Linked DNA regions of Rattus norvegicus: region 1 is linked to region 2. The links are chromatin contacts, called in public Hi-C maps. All regions are on one chromosome and are shown on one strand. Each heading gives the region's core, a stretch centred on a gene start, on an enhancer-like site or on the middle of the called end of the contact. The rest is flanking DNA. Distances are from core to core; before and after follow the strand shown. Region 1 holds the start of Itgb5 (integrin subunit beta 5). Region 2 overlaps Kalrn (kalirin, RhoGEF kinase).

The links. A called contact is a pair of places that touch in the nucleus more often than the background predicts.
Region 1: a contact with region 2 is called in a Hi-C map of liver, with 5 times the contacts expected there. The contact joins the promoter of Itgb5 here to the enhancer-like site in region 2. A contact is called at or near these places in 8 of 12 Hi-C or Micro-C datasets (the A7r5 cell line, Schwann cells, frontal cortex and 5 more).

What each region holds. Positions count from the first base shown.
Region 1 is chr11:80,448,064-80,451,335 of GRCr8, forward strand. Itgb5 (integrin subunit beta 5) reads right to left here and starts at 1,310. Exons shown (of 15, transcript NM_147139.2): 1 at 1,194-1,310. The coding sequence starts at 1,263.
Region 2 is chr11:80,173,024-80,176,839 of GRCr8, forward strand. Kalrn (kalirin, RhoGEF kinase) reads left to right here. Exons shown (of 60, transcript NM_032062.2): 34 at 701-947. Among named protein-coding and RNA genes, the nearest start is that of Umps, 140 kb to the right of the region's middle. Within about 2 kb of position 2,293, at least 16 of the 93 cell types and tissues checked have an H3K27ac peak or open chromatin away from gene starts, as enhancers often do.

The DNA of each region.
Region 1 (3,272 bases), core at 60-2,559, 270 kb after region 2:
TGGAACAGGAAAGATGGACACTGGTTGCCAGACTGGGGGTGGGGGGTCCCAGTGATCTACTTATTTTTCCATAAGAGCAGCCTTGCTACACTATTAAGTTTGGACTGGGACGACATTTTTGTTTCCTCAACTCGCTCCTAGCTCTCAGACGGAAACCTCGACCTCCTTCATGTAAACAAGACGCGGTAGGGGAACAGAGGTCTCCCCAAAAGCAGCCAGGCAACCGCTGGGCTCAGAAAGGCAAACAAATACTCCAGGCTTGAAAGTGAATGACGCACCCTTAATCAATACACAATTACTTCCGACGGGAAGGAGAACGTTCCGAAACTCCTGCTTTGAGTGGGTAGGTATAGAGAGGTAGGACAAGCTCCTGACCCTAGCAGCTACAGCGCCAACTATCAAGCTTCCTGTAGGGACTGTTGTTTGTTTGTTTGTTTGTTTGTTTGTTTGTTTGTTTGAGACAGGGTTTCACTGTATACCCTTAGCTGTCGGACCTTGCTCTGTAGAACAGGCTGGTCTCGATCCGCCTGCCTCTGCCCCTCCCCCCGAAAGCTGGGGTTAAAGGCGTGCGCCACCACCGCACGGCTCTAGAGACTTAACTGCCCTTCCCAAGTCTGAAAACTTAACGCAGGTAGCTGGGGGCTCCAGCATCACCGCCAGGGTGCATCCGGCTAAGGCAGCGCCAGCAGCCCCTCCGCAGTCTGGACGCGGTGTTTGTGAGTCACCGTACAGGAACAGGATCAGATGGTGGTGTCCCAGGTGGGGCCGTGACTTCGGACTTACGGAGAGTGGCGACAACTTTCAGTTTAGAGCAAACTTAGAGAAAGTTGCATTATCCACAGACCTCCGGGATGACCCGGCCGCCGTACTTTAGCCCCCACATCACTCTCCGCGGGCCACAAGGGCTGCTTTGTGCAGGCGAGCGCAGTGCTGGGGCCCCAGCACCGGGCGGGGAGACTTTCCCTCCCAAGTCCCCAGCGCCCTCGGGCTCGGCCACCAGACGCACGCTGTTTACACAGGAAGGGAAGGCTCCTCCTCAGCCCGGGAGGGAACCGGCCAGTGCACGCAGATCCGAAGCCCGCGCCCCGCCGACCCATCTGGGAGCGCCCAGGGGTGCACTGCACCCTCGGTTCCCGCAAGCGGCCGCGGGAGAGCAAAAGTTACGGAGCGCGCTGCGGGGCGGCGCGGCTTACCTGCGAGGCGCGGCACGAGCGCGCAGAGCCCGAGCAGACAGGCGTAGAGGGTCGCGGGCACCCGCGGCATGGTGCGCGCCGCTCGGCGGGGGCGCGCGGCGGGGACGGAGCGGGGCCGAGGCCGGGGACCGCAGCGGCATGCCGGGCGCTGCGCTCGGGATCACGGCGCCCGCGGCCGGGCTGGCCCGCGCCCCGCCGCCACCATCGTCCTCGCTGGCCGGCTGGGACACCCGGAGTAGTCACCGTTTACGACGTACCCTCGCCGAGTCCCCGCGCGTCTGCTCTCGGCGCCCCTTCCCTTCTCCCTCTGCTGCCGGCCCCCAACTCTTCTCTGCTTTCTCCTCCCCTCTCTCCCGCAGGCCGCCACTCGGTCAGTTTACGGCTAGGCGGGACGGGGCGGGGCGAGCTCCGGGCCGGACCAGCTCCGCCCTGCGCCGGGACCCGCCAGCACGCCTAGGTCCTGGGCTGCCCAGGTGGCTGTCACAGCTGACGCACTTGTGGGGATCGCGGGTTCGAAACTTCTAGTTAGGGTCTCCTCCCGGATCTTGGCCTCTACGGGAGGGGGCGGGACACGCTCCTTTAGGGCTACAGAGATTACTTGGACCAAAGCAATCTCAGTTATGACTTCAGGATCGAGGGAAGATACGGCTTGGATCTGCCAGGCCATTTCGTCACGCCACAAGCGCATGCCAGCCCAGGCCTCGCCTGAGAGGGACAGAGGCGCCGGCATATTCAATCTCAAGACGCCACGCTTGGGATGGGCAAGGGAGGACACTAGAAGCTCAGGTGAAGCCCAGGGCACCCTGCTGAGCAGGCACTGTGCTAAGTGCTGTCTGTCCTTGTCCTCACCCCTCGAGTACTCCTAACATCCCTACCTTTGTTTAGGTGAGGAAACTGAGCCACTGAGGTTTAATACGCTGGAGGAAGGGACTGCTAGGATGTTTTTCAGAAATTAGGAATGCAGGTCAGGAACCAGTTGGAAGGTCAGGACTTGGAGGTGTGGGTGCAAAACCTACCTAAGGCATTTGGATCTTACAAGCTTTGTTGTGCCCACCTTCCAAACTCTGACTCGGTGGCACTGGCAGAAGTGTAGTGTAGTGCATAGGGGAAAGTGAACCAATACAGAGTAAACTTAAAAATTCATTCTTAAACCATATGCAACTACCATACTCTGTCATCTTTGGCTTTGTTTTGATTTAAAAGTCACACTTGCTGCCAGCCATGGTCCAGTAGAATTCATGCTGCAGAAACAGCCCAGGTAGATCTTGGAATTACCTGCCCTTGGGGGCATTGGCCTTGGGGCTATTCCTATCCCAGCTTAGAGGTGGCGGTCCTACGCTATGGGAGCTGATCAAAGAGTTTGAACTGGAAGGTTGAATAGTGAGAAGTGTTGGTTAGTCTGGCAGGGATGTGTAGGAAGGATCAGCTAGCAGGAGAGTTGAGTCCTGAAAGCTGGCGGAATGCTGCTTTAAGTACAATATTAGCCTCCCTGTGCCGCACAGTCTTCGAGTTCAGGGCCCGTAATATCCCATCTTCTCTGCCCCCAAAATGAGCACTTCATAGCTGCAGAAACATCCCCCTTTGTCCCACGCCTGGCACAGACCGCCATTTGTCTAAATCGCACCTGGAAAGAGCTGTGATTCAACTTGCCCTAATTCTCCCCAGCCGCCTCCTGTCTTTTCTGGTGGTTCTCTGGTCCCCAGCCCCCTCCTGTCTGACATAGCTGGTGGTTCTCTGGGTCCCCAGCCTGCCCAGACCTGCCATAAGCCATGAGCCCTGAGCAATCCAACCTTCATCAAAGCTGGTTTGAGGCACCTTTTCGAATTCAGAACTTCTGCCTTGTGGTTTGTACCCCCCTACACACACACACACACACACACACACACACACGAGTCCTTCATCTGAGTGCTCACAGATAAATAAAGTGTCAGATACACACGATGATCTATTTGATCCTAAAATGGAGTGGACCTGGGCATGGTGGCTCACCTTTATTCCCAGCAAAAACAGGCATATTTATAAATTTGAGGCTGGGGGTGGGGGTGGGGTGTCTACATAGTAAATTCCAGAACAGACAGA
Region 2 (3,816 bases), core at 1,043-3,542:
AAATGTAGGTCACTTAAGCATAGAGTACAGTACTGTTTGCTCCTAAATAAGGCATGGCTCCTCATCTCTCGGCTCATCCCACTGCCTGGTCCCCGGGGGCCAGGCAGATGCCTATGAGCAAAGCCCCATTCTTTCTTGTGTTATCATAGCCTGTTTTAGGATTATGGCTCCAGGGCGGGGTAGAGATGAAGGATGTTCTGTGGGTTAGAATAAAAAGAGATTATGTCTTGAGTTATTCCCAGACATCACCTAGAGTCCAGTGAGAGTGTTAGAAACAAACACCAGCACATCTGTGTCTGAGGGGTATCGGTGGGGACCAGGACAGGGTATGGAAGGGAGAACAGGGCACACAGGGAAGGGGCTGGAAGGCACAGTTGGCAGAAAGTTTGGCAAAGAAGCAATAGAAGAGACTCTAAGAAGGCCGGAAATTGAATGAAAACCCTGGCTCTGGCCAGGCTCCAGAGCAGCTATGGTCTGAGTGGCCAATAACACTAATTACCTTTCTTCTTCTTTTCTTTTTCCTTCCTGTTTGTTCCTAACATTTTCCACCCTCTCCCATCCTTCCTCCTTCTTTCTCCTCCCCTCTGCACTCACCCATTCTTTGCCTTCTTCCCTCTTGCTCGCACACACACACACACACACACACACACACACACACACACACTCCTCACACTCTACCCCTCTACCGCCACCACCAAAGCTCTCAGGTGGATGTGAGCTGACCGTGGTCCTCCAGGACTTCAGCGCGGCCCACAGCAGTGAGCTGAGCATCCAGGTGGGGCAGACTGTGGAGCTGTTGGAACGACCCAGTGAGAGACCCGGCTGGTGTCTGGTCCGCACCACAGAGCGGAGCCCCCCACAGGAAGGCCTGGTCCCCAGCAGCACCTTGTGCATCTCACACTCGAGAAGCAGCGTGGAAATGGACTGCTTCTTCCCCCTGGTGAAAGGTAGGGACAATTGAGGCGGTGGGGATGGCAAGCGTCGGCTGAGCACGGTAGAACTGGCCTGAGAGTCCACTTTGATTGAGCCGGGTTTCTCTGAGATCTGGAAGTGAAGAGAGGGTGTGTGGAGAGTTGGAAGTAAAAGCTACTTGTGTCTCTGTGTCTTGGAGAAAGTCGTCCAGCCTTTCCGGGTCCGGGTCCGTCTCATTGAAGCGCTGACCTGTAAGCGCTCTCCCAGCCTTCCCTGTGCACAACGTTACATCTAGACTTGAGTTTTCACCCTGACAGGAGGACGGAGCAACCCCAGCAACCCACAGTGGGGTAGGGCTTGGCTATCCTCTCCGCTCAGGGTCAGAGGTCACCCTGCCACTTTTTCTCCTTTGATGCACTCAATGTATTAGCCAGGGCTTTCTAGAGTAACAGAACTTATAGAATGAACATATGTGATATATATTTATATATAACGATCCCCATTATATAAAAAGGATTTATCAGGATGATTCACAGGGTGTGGTCCAGCTAATCCTGCAATGGCTGGCTATGAATAGAAAGTCCAAGAATCCAGTAGTTCTTCAGTCCACAGGGCTGGATGTCTCAGCTGGTCTTCAGTAGGCGGTAGGATTCCGAAGAAGTTGGCTCTAATGTCAGGGAAGGACTGGACCTTCCAGCAAGGCTAGAGCAAGCGGGCAAAGAGTGGAGCTTCCTTCCTTCATGTCCTTATATAGGATTCCAGCAGAAGGGTGCTTTTCCTACCTCAAAAAGATCTGGATTAAAGGTGCATCTTCCCACCTCGAAGATCCAGATTAGAAGCAAATCTTTCTACTTCAGATTAAGCAAATAATCTCTCACAGGTGTGCCCTCCACTTATGGATTTTAGTTAATTCCAAATGCAGTCAAAGCGACGATCGAGAATAGCCACTGGTCATGGTTATCCAGGCCCTGGTCTGTTCTCTGTGTGCCCCATGCTCCCCCACATGCCGCTTATATACTGATGCCAGGGAGACCATTGGCTCTCCCCGAGTGGTCTCCGTCATAGCAGCTCCTGTGAGCCTGTTGGCAGTGGGGATGCTCAGACTCCATCTACCTGCTTAGTGGGTGACCACACCAGTTTGCTCTTCAGCTGGCTCATTCACAGTGGAGTCCAAGAACACGGGCTTCCGAAGTCACTGTGGCCTTGAACTCATACATCTCACATTGAAGAAACTGAGGCCCAGAAAATGACAGAGAACCAAGTCTTAGTCTGCATCTGAGTTGTGTAAATGGTCAGATATAAGCGTGGGGATCCCATCTATACATGAGACCCAGGGCAGGTTGCCTGATACATGCAAGGCTGGAACCATGAATTTCTGCTTCTGACCACTAGATGGAGATGGTGGACCACCATGGCTGTAGTGCCCAGCTCTTCAGGCTCCAGGAGGTTCCGTCAGAAATTCAAACTAAAACACACACACACACACACACACACACACAGGCACATGCACAGAACCACACCCACACACACACCCTTAGTTGAGCCACTATCTTCTTCCTTCTTTCCTTTAAGGACCTTGGAGACACTACAGGGAAGCTGTGTGGGATTTGTAATTTGTAATTGCAGGTTCCTTGGAAGAAACCAATGCCTGCACCCCTCTGACATCCTTCGTGTAGAGGATTAGAGTGTGCCTCTGTTTTGAGTTAGGTGAGGAAAGTGGGGCCCATGGAGGGCAGATTGTTGTGAGGATAAAATGAGACAGCTCTCTTGTGTTCTCTCTCTCTCTCTCTCTCTCTCTCTCTCACACACACACACACACACACACACACACACACACTCACATACACTCACACACACCCACACGCGGCGCGCTCACACACACGCATGCTCACACACGATCACGCATGCTCAACACACACTCACCAGTCCTGGCACTTAGCACACACCTTTACTGTCTAGCAAAGTAAGTGCCAACAAACTCCCACAAACCCAGCCAGAGACCTTAGAGTACCGACAGTAAAGGAGAGAAAAAGAAAGACCAGGAAAGCTGACTTCTCATAGATCCCAGGTTGTTTTCACTGAGGAGTCCCGCCCCCTTTCCAGCCGGTGACTGGATGATACATGCATGCTGTCCTAGCTGGGCTCACTCCATGTACAGGTGGTGAGCATCAGACCAAAGATGGAGAGTCAGAAGGCAGTGAGAGCGTTTAGAGGTGGAGGCATCCGGAAATCTCACGGGACAGACTGGGAGAGCTACAGCTAACAGTGTGAGCCGCAGCTGAGATGTAACCCAGTGGGAGCTGAGGACCCAGACAAGCAGCTGCAGGACTCCCTAGCTAGCTACACCAACCACAATGGCTTCCCAAAGTGACTGCCAGTCCACATCAGACATTCGAGTGGATCTTTAGTCGAAGATTGGCCTCTCTTTCCAAGAGGAGGCTGGCTGGTTGGGCCTGTAAACTGGGAAGCCACTCCCATTCCCAGCCAAGCTAGAAAACAGGGGTACCCATCCAAGCCTGGCAGCTTACACCTATATTCCCAGCTAGAGACGGGAAGCTTGCCACAAACTCAGAATTGCCTAGGCAACAGAGTGAGACAGGGACGGGCTGGGGGAGGGGGCTGTGAATCTAGGCATGAGCATGGGCATGCTCCGCTCCCCGCCCTCAGGACACAGGACGCTCCGGGCGCCCTTGTACCCTGAGTGAAAGACCACGTTTGGGAGCAGCGGAGACCCAGTGAACTGATGCTGCTTGCATCCTAGCTGGCCGCCTACTTGCAACCTGGCTTTTCCTTCTACCAGCTGTTGATTTTATTCAGTAGGCACTCGGCACCGGAAATTACCCAGAATGCATTTCTCCGGCGTTGTGGAACAGGAGAGGTCAGCCACATCTGGGAACACGGAGG